Linked DNA regions of Mus musculus: region 1 is linked to region 2. Evidence: chromatin contacts called from public HiChIP or PLAC-seq data. All regions are on one chromosome and are shown on one strand. The core of a region is the stretch at or near the end of the contact, and the rest is flanking DNA. Distances in the headings are between cores, read along the strand shown. Region 1 holds the start of Kdm5c (lysine (K)-specific demethylase 5C). Region 2 has its middle 39 kb from the start of Mir98.

What was found. HiChIP or PLAC-seq counts read pairs in DNA pulled down with a chosen protein or histone mark.
Region 1: a FOXA1 HiChIP or PLAC-seq map of pancreatic cancer cells shows a contact between it and region 2. The contact joins the promoter of Kdm5c here to the enhancer-like site in region 2. A contact is called at or near these places in 7 of 39 promoter capture datasets (the 3T3-L1 cell line, the HPC-7 cell line, hippocampal neurons and 2 more), 1 of 115 datasets of contacts at active chromatin or transcription factors (pancreatic cancer cells) and 1 of 9 other capture datasets (adipose tissue).

What each region holds. Positions count from the first base shown.
Region 1 is chrX:152,231,972-152,235,370 of GRCm38.p6, forward strand. Kdm5c (lysine (K)-specific demethylase 5C) reads left to right here and starts at 1,256. Exons shown (of 26, transcript NM_013668.4): 1 at 1,256-1,739. The coding sequence starts at 1,590.
Region 2 is chrX:151,950,420-151,953,717 of GRCm38.p6, forward strand. No RefSeq gene overlaps it. Among named protein-coding and RNA genes, the nearest start is that of Mir98, 39 kb to the left of the region's middle. Within about 2 kb of position 1,527, at least 49 of the 459 cell types and tissues checked have an H3K27ac peak or open chromatin away from gene starts, as enhancers often do. A contact at or near this core is called in the HPC-7 cell line and pancreatic cancer cells, where this site is marked.

The DNA.
Region 1 (3,399 bases), core at 6-2,505, 280 kb after region 2:
TTTCTCCTGTCCAGTTCCATTACTTTACATTATTATTACTATTATTACTATTGAGTTTTTGAGATGGGGAGTAGCCCTATCCTGGCTATCCTGGAAGTAGTTCTGTAGACCAGGATGACATTGAACTCAGAGATTCATCTACCTCTGCCTCCTGAGTACTGGAATTAAAGATGTATGCCACCATGCCTGCCCTTTTTTTTTTTTTTTTTGGAGACAAGAACTCACTGTACAACCTGCCTCTGCCTCCCAAGTGCTGGGATTAATGGCATGTGCCACCTACTGCCCGGCCATTAGTAATAATAATATTACTACTAGTACTACTACTACTACTACTTTGTGAGGCAGGATCTTGCTATGTAGCTCAGGCTGGTCTCAAACTCAAAATCCCCCCCTTTTTAGCCTCTATGTACTGCATATACATGGAATAAACAAAAATGTAAACATCCAGGCCTTTTGGTTTTTTTGTAGCAGTAGTTGCTACAAAAATGGATACACACATATTATACAAAGTGTTTATATAGTTACAATGTATACCAAACAGTCGAAAGCATTCTTTAAAATGCTGATGGCCAATGATACTGGGGAGAATAATGCATTTTTACTCTACGTGGGACTGAAGCTTCTAAAACTCCACATTCTCTAGGGAGTGAGGAGTTTCCTTCTTTCATTTAAAAACAAAAACCTCAGAGGTGTAAGTCTGGTAAATCTTCAATTCACTCAGCAGTAGACACGCGGAATGGGAGGGGGAGGGGGAGGAAGGGGGCGGAGGTTCCTCGAAATCACCGCCTTCCGTGGTTCTCACTGAAAGGACCTGAGAGAAGCAGCAAAGGACATTGGGGAGGAGACAACCGGCTTGGGATCTAGGGTGTGTGCGTGCGCGTGCGCGAGCGTGTGCGAGCGCGCATGGGCGCGTACTAGTTTAGGCTCACTACTTATGGACACTAGCTCCTCTTCCGGTTTGTCTAGAGACTGCGCATGCGCATCACTGGCCTTTAAACGTGCATCGCCGGTCCATCCGGTAAAAGGATCCGGCCATCGATTTACAATTTTGTTCTTCCGCCAATGAAATGAACTATTTTCTCTTAGCCTGAGAAATGTTTTTAACTAACCACCTCCAAATAAGGGACATATACAACCCGATTTCTTTCGGTCATCACATGATGAAGGCTTCCTAGGTTTTTTTCTGACTCAAAGTAAACGGAACTCGGAGAGACACCTTGCGGAGGGATCTGGTTTGTTGTGGTGAGGTACAGAGGTGGGGGGGAGGAGACGCTGACAAACCAAGATGGCGGTGGCAGCGGTGAAACCTGCCGCGACTGGGACTTAACTGTAGTAGTGAAGGCTTCAGTAGTTGGGAGGCAGCGGTAAGGTGTGGAAGAAACGGAACAGGACTAAGAACCTGTAAAAGGAACCTCAGCCTGAGACTTTTAGAGCACGGCACCCGCCCCCCTAAGCCCTTGACGGGCGGTGGCCGTCCTGCTTAGGGCCTAGACTCCGAGAAGTACCTCGGTTTCAGACAGCGGCGGCGCCATGCGTCCTTAAGGGCGACCTGAGCCCTCCCGATCTCTGGCCCAGCCCTCGGGCCCACCATGGAGCTGGGGTCCGACGATTTCCTACCGCCGCCGGAGTGTCCGGTGTTCGAGCCTAGCTGGGCCGAGTTCCGAGACCCTCTTGGCTACATCGCGAAAATCAGACCCATCGCCGAGAAGTCCGGCATTTGCAAGATCCGCCCACCCGCGGTAAGGCTGGGAGCTGATGGTCGCCAGCGGCGAGTTTGTGGGTGGATCCGGGTAGCCAGTGGTGAAGTCCCGGGCGGAGGGCAGCAGGTGTGGGAAGAATATGGGATGGCTGGTATTTTGTGGATGCCTCACGAAGCGGAAAAAGGGTGCTGGGGTCAGGGCTCCTCGTTTTGTGGCATACAAGTGACCTGGGGTCTGAGACCCACTCCCACTCTGCTCTTGAGAATTTCCCTTGATTCAATACACAGATGCTTAATGGGCTGGGGAGAGTTCGCAGGGAGGCACAGAGACTCCCATCTTTTACTTTGTATCACCCTGGTCGAGGCAGTTACAAAGTAACGACTACTGTCATTATTCCCTTTAAGGCAAGCTGTGTGGTGTAGTGGAAAGATCACGTCTCAAAAGGGAGTCAGACGTGAGTTTAAAACTACTTAGAAGGTTAGCAGCTGTATGACCTTGGGCATGTAAAGTAATCCCTGAGCCTGTGAATTGTGTGCTGGGAATAATTAGATTAAACCAGGTAACATAGTGCACTCTGGTAAGTGGTAATTACTGTGACTGTGAAGGTGCTTGATGTGGTCATTGGTTTGCTTCTGTGTGTGTTGACTCATGTTTACTCACGCTGTCAGGCCAATTCATCTCTGATAATATCCTAGCCTGGTGGCCAGTCAGGAAATCATTCTCACAGGGAGTGCTCTTTCTGGCTCCTGCGTTTTCTAGTTGAAGGTAATGTCAGAACCTTCTTGCACATGGTCCCCACAGCCTTCCTATGGAGAAGTTTAGACCAGTTAGCTTGGTATGGCCTTCTCAGAAGATCTGGATTCTACCTCAGGCTCAGAATGTAGATGATCCTATAAGATAAGGTTTTCTTGGGTCCCCAGGAACAATAGTGGAGATATGGAAATCTTCCTTTGCTTCCCAAATGTTCAGCAAAAAGGACCATATTGTTGCTTCTAGTCCTGACTAGCCCAGGGGAAGTTTTCCAAAGGCTAGGACAGGCTGCTGCCTTGCTGACACACTGGAGGAAACAATGGTGAACAGTGTTTAGTAACCACTTGAGATTCCTGGGCTGGTTTGAATTTATCCGCAACAATGTATCTTCGAGGAGGTGCTTCTGGATGTGGAAGCCTTATTCCCACTTGACAAGAGCATCTTAGGTCTTCTTATCCAATTCAGTGCTTTTGTTGCCCTTTCATAGGCTGGTTTTAGATGGATCCTCCGGGCCCTAGAGTCTAGAGTCCTTGTTGGTCACAGGTGTCTGAAGATGGGTTTCTGTTGTGAGGGAGTCACAGCTATTAGTGACAAGCCAGGAAGGCTAGCAGAAGGGAAAGGTTGGACTCCTGGATGGCCTTATGGAAATATTCCTTGACGTGGTCAGGAGACGCCTAATATGGGGATAATTGAGGTCTCAATTTCCCTTTTTTCTCCCTTGGGCTTTTGGGCAGGTTGGCCTTATGTAGGTGCTCTTACCTTGTCTTGGGGAACCAGGATGGAAGAAATGACAAGGACATCGGTGTGTGTGTCCATCCTTTCGTCCATCTGTTCATCTGTCCATCTGTCCGTTTGTCCCCAGGGGACTGTTCTTTGGTAGGCTTCTTTTCTCCACTCCAGTAGCTTTGATTCTTTCCAGTCCTGACTTTTGTTTTTGTTGTTCATGATT
Region 2 (3,298 bases), core at 277-2,776:
AAGGAACAGGAGAGAGACAGAGACAGAGAGAGAATATTATCCATTACCTATATTATCATATTAGATTGGCAGCTGGCATGAACTAAATATATAGCCATAGTGTCAATCTCAGATTAGAAAAATCTCACTAGTTACTCAGTCGAGGAAACTGGAAGCCTTAAAACAGGTCAGACCAATAACACAGTTGAATCTTAAAGCTGCAGGCTTGCAAGATCACTGGAGGGTCACTGCTGCCAACTCCCCAATCCAAGGTTGAATGATTTGAGCCTGAGATCTATGGGAGGTGGTGGCAGCAACGATAAGATGTGTCCACTCAAGCAAGGTCAAGTTATGCATGCTTCCCCTTGCACTTTTCCTAAGTGTGTTGTTGTTATTAGTTACATTTAATCTTTGATAATATCTGAAATGTATACAATGCATTCTGATTACTCTCACCCTCCACTCTCTTCTCCATCCTATCCTTGTCAACCCTCCTCCTCACCACAATTCCCTTTCCTACATCCATGTCTCTCTTTTTCTCTTTTAATGTTTTGTGTATAACCACGGCCATCTGTGTGACCATGGGTGTGGAGCCTGGTGGGCTCATCAGTAAGTACACAACTGAAGACAATCACCCCACCCCCTGCAAGAGTCTGTCGGCTATGAGACAGGGTCTTATTATATGTACCATTTGACCTCAGGTCTCACTCTATAAACAAGCTGACCTCAAGCTTACAGTGATCCTCCTGCTTCCACCTCCCTAGTGCTAGGAGGGTTAAAGGTGTGTGCCACTGTGCCTACCCCCTCACTTTTGTTTGGATGGCACCACCCGCATTCAGGGCAGGTTTTCCTGACTCCGTTTCACTGACCCACATGCCAATGACTCAGCAAACAGCCAGAAGTATACTTTACCAATTTTCAAGGTGCCTCTCACTGCAGTGAGGTTGACATCCAGGATTAATCACCATGCCCTCTCTGCACCACTTCTGGAAACCCTCCAAACCATCATGATTCATTCTCCCCAGGAGCACAATATCACACTTCCTGTGGCCTCAGATCTGGAAACTTTTGTTTCACATATACTATCTGGGTTTTTTTTTTTTTTTTTTTTTTTTTTTTTTTGTTCAAGACAATAGAGTAATCTACTCCTTGTTACTTCCTCACGCAAAGAAACAAAATTTCTTCTTCTAATCTGCATTGTGAGATTTTGGCTTCTAGAACACAATGTTCACTCATTCATATAAACCATCTATATTCACAACATCTCTGAAAGTTGGGGGGGGGTCACTTTGCTGTCCTAATTGGAACATAGATGCTCTTTGTTTTTTGTTCTTTGTTTTTGACAATACTGCAGCTTTCTCAAACCATTGCTGTTCTTTTTCTCCCACCAGTAATTCTAAAATGATGAGACCTTCTGGTACTTCATGTATGATGCCCCCAACCACACATACCAGAACATGCTCCCTCCCTCCTAGGGAAATCCCACTGCTCTGCATGCAGTGCCCACAGAGTCATAAAAGGGTGGAAGCCAGAAAAGGGCTTTGGACTTAGTCTTGTGAGGTCACTGTGTGGGCATTGGTGATTGAAGTCAGGTCCTCTGGAAGAGAACTCTTAATTGCTGTGCTATCTCTCTAATGCCAGACAAGACCTCTTTTTTTAAAAAAATATTTTTTTCCATTTTTTATTAGGTATTTAGCTCATTTACATTTCCAATGCTATCCCAAAAGTCCCCCATACCCACCCACCCCCACTCCCCTACCCGCCCACTCCCCCTTTTTGGCCCTGGCGTTCCCCTGTTCTGGGGCATATTAAGTTTGCGTGTCCAATGGGCCTCTCTTTCCAGTGATGGCCGACTAGGCCATCTTTTGATACATATGCAGCTAGAGTCAAGAGCTCCGGGGTACTGGTTAGTTCATAATGTTGATCCACCTATAGGGTTGCAGATCCCTTTAGCTCCTTGGGTACTTTCTCTAGTTCCTCCATTGGGAGCCCTGTGATCCATCCATTAGCTGACTGTGAGCATCCACTTCTGTGTTTGCTAGGCCCCGGCATAGTCTCACAAGAGACAGCTACATCTGGGTCTTTTCGATAAAATCTTGCTAGTGTATGCAATGGTGTCAGCGTTTGGATGCTGATTATGGGGTGGATCCCTGGATATGGCAGTCTCTACATGGTCCATCCTTTCATCTCAGCTCCAAACTTTGTCTCTGTAACTCCTTCCAAGGGTGTTTTGTTCCCACTTCTAAGGAGGGGCATAGTGTCCACACTTCAGTCTTCATTTTTCTTGAGTTTCATGTGTTTAGGAAATTGTATCTTATATCTTGCGTATCCTAGGTTTTGGGCTAATATCCACTTATCAGTGAGTACATATTGTGTGAGTTCCATTGTGAATGTGTTACCTCACTCAGGATGATGCCCTCCAGGTCCATCCATTTGGCTAGGAATTTCATAAATTCATTCTTTTTAATAGCTGAGTAGTACTCCATTGTGTAGATGTACCACATTTTCTGTATCCATTCCTCTGTTGAGGGGCATCTGGGTTCTTTCCAGCTTCTGGCTATTATAAATAAGGCTGCTATGAACATAGTGGAGCATGTGTCCTTCTTACCAGTTGGGGCATCTTCTGGATATATGCCCAGGAGAGGTATTGCTGGATCCTCCGGTAGTACTATGTCCAATTTTCTGAGGAACCGCCAGACTGATTTCCTGAGTGGTTGTACAAGCCTGCAATCCCACCAACAATGGAGGAGTGTTCCTCTTTCTCCACATCCTCGCCAGCATCTGCTGTCACCTGAATTTTTGATCTTGGCCATTCTGACTGGTGTGAGGTGGAATCTCAGGGTTGTTTTGATTTGCATTTCCCTGATGATTAAGGATGTTGAACATTTTTTCAGGTGCTTCTCTGCCATTCGGTATTCCTCAGGTGAGAATTCTTTGTTTAGCTCGGAGCCCCATCTTTTAATGGGGTTATTTGATTTTCTGGAGTCCACCCTCTTGAGTTCTTTATATATGTTGGATATTAGTCCCATATCTGATTTAGGATAGGTAAAGATCCTTTCCCAATCTGTTGGTGGTCTTTTTGTCTTATTGACGGTGTCTTTTGCCTTGCAGAAACTTTGGAGTTTCATTAGGTCCCATTTGTCAATTCTCGATCTTACAGCACAAGCCATTGCTGTTCTGTTCAGGAATTTTCCCCTGTGCCCATATCTTCAAGGCTTTTCCCCACTTTCTCCTCTATAAGTTTCAGTGTCTCTGGTTTTATGTGAAGTTCTTTGATCCATTTAGATTTGACCTTAGTACAAGGAGATAAGTATGGATC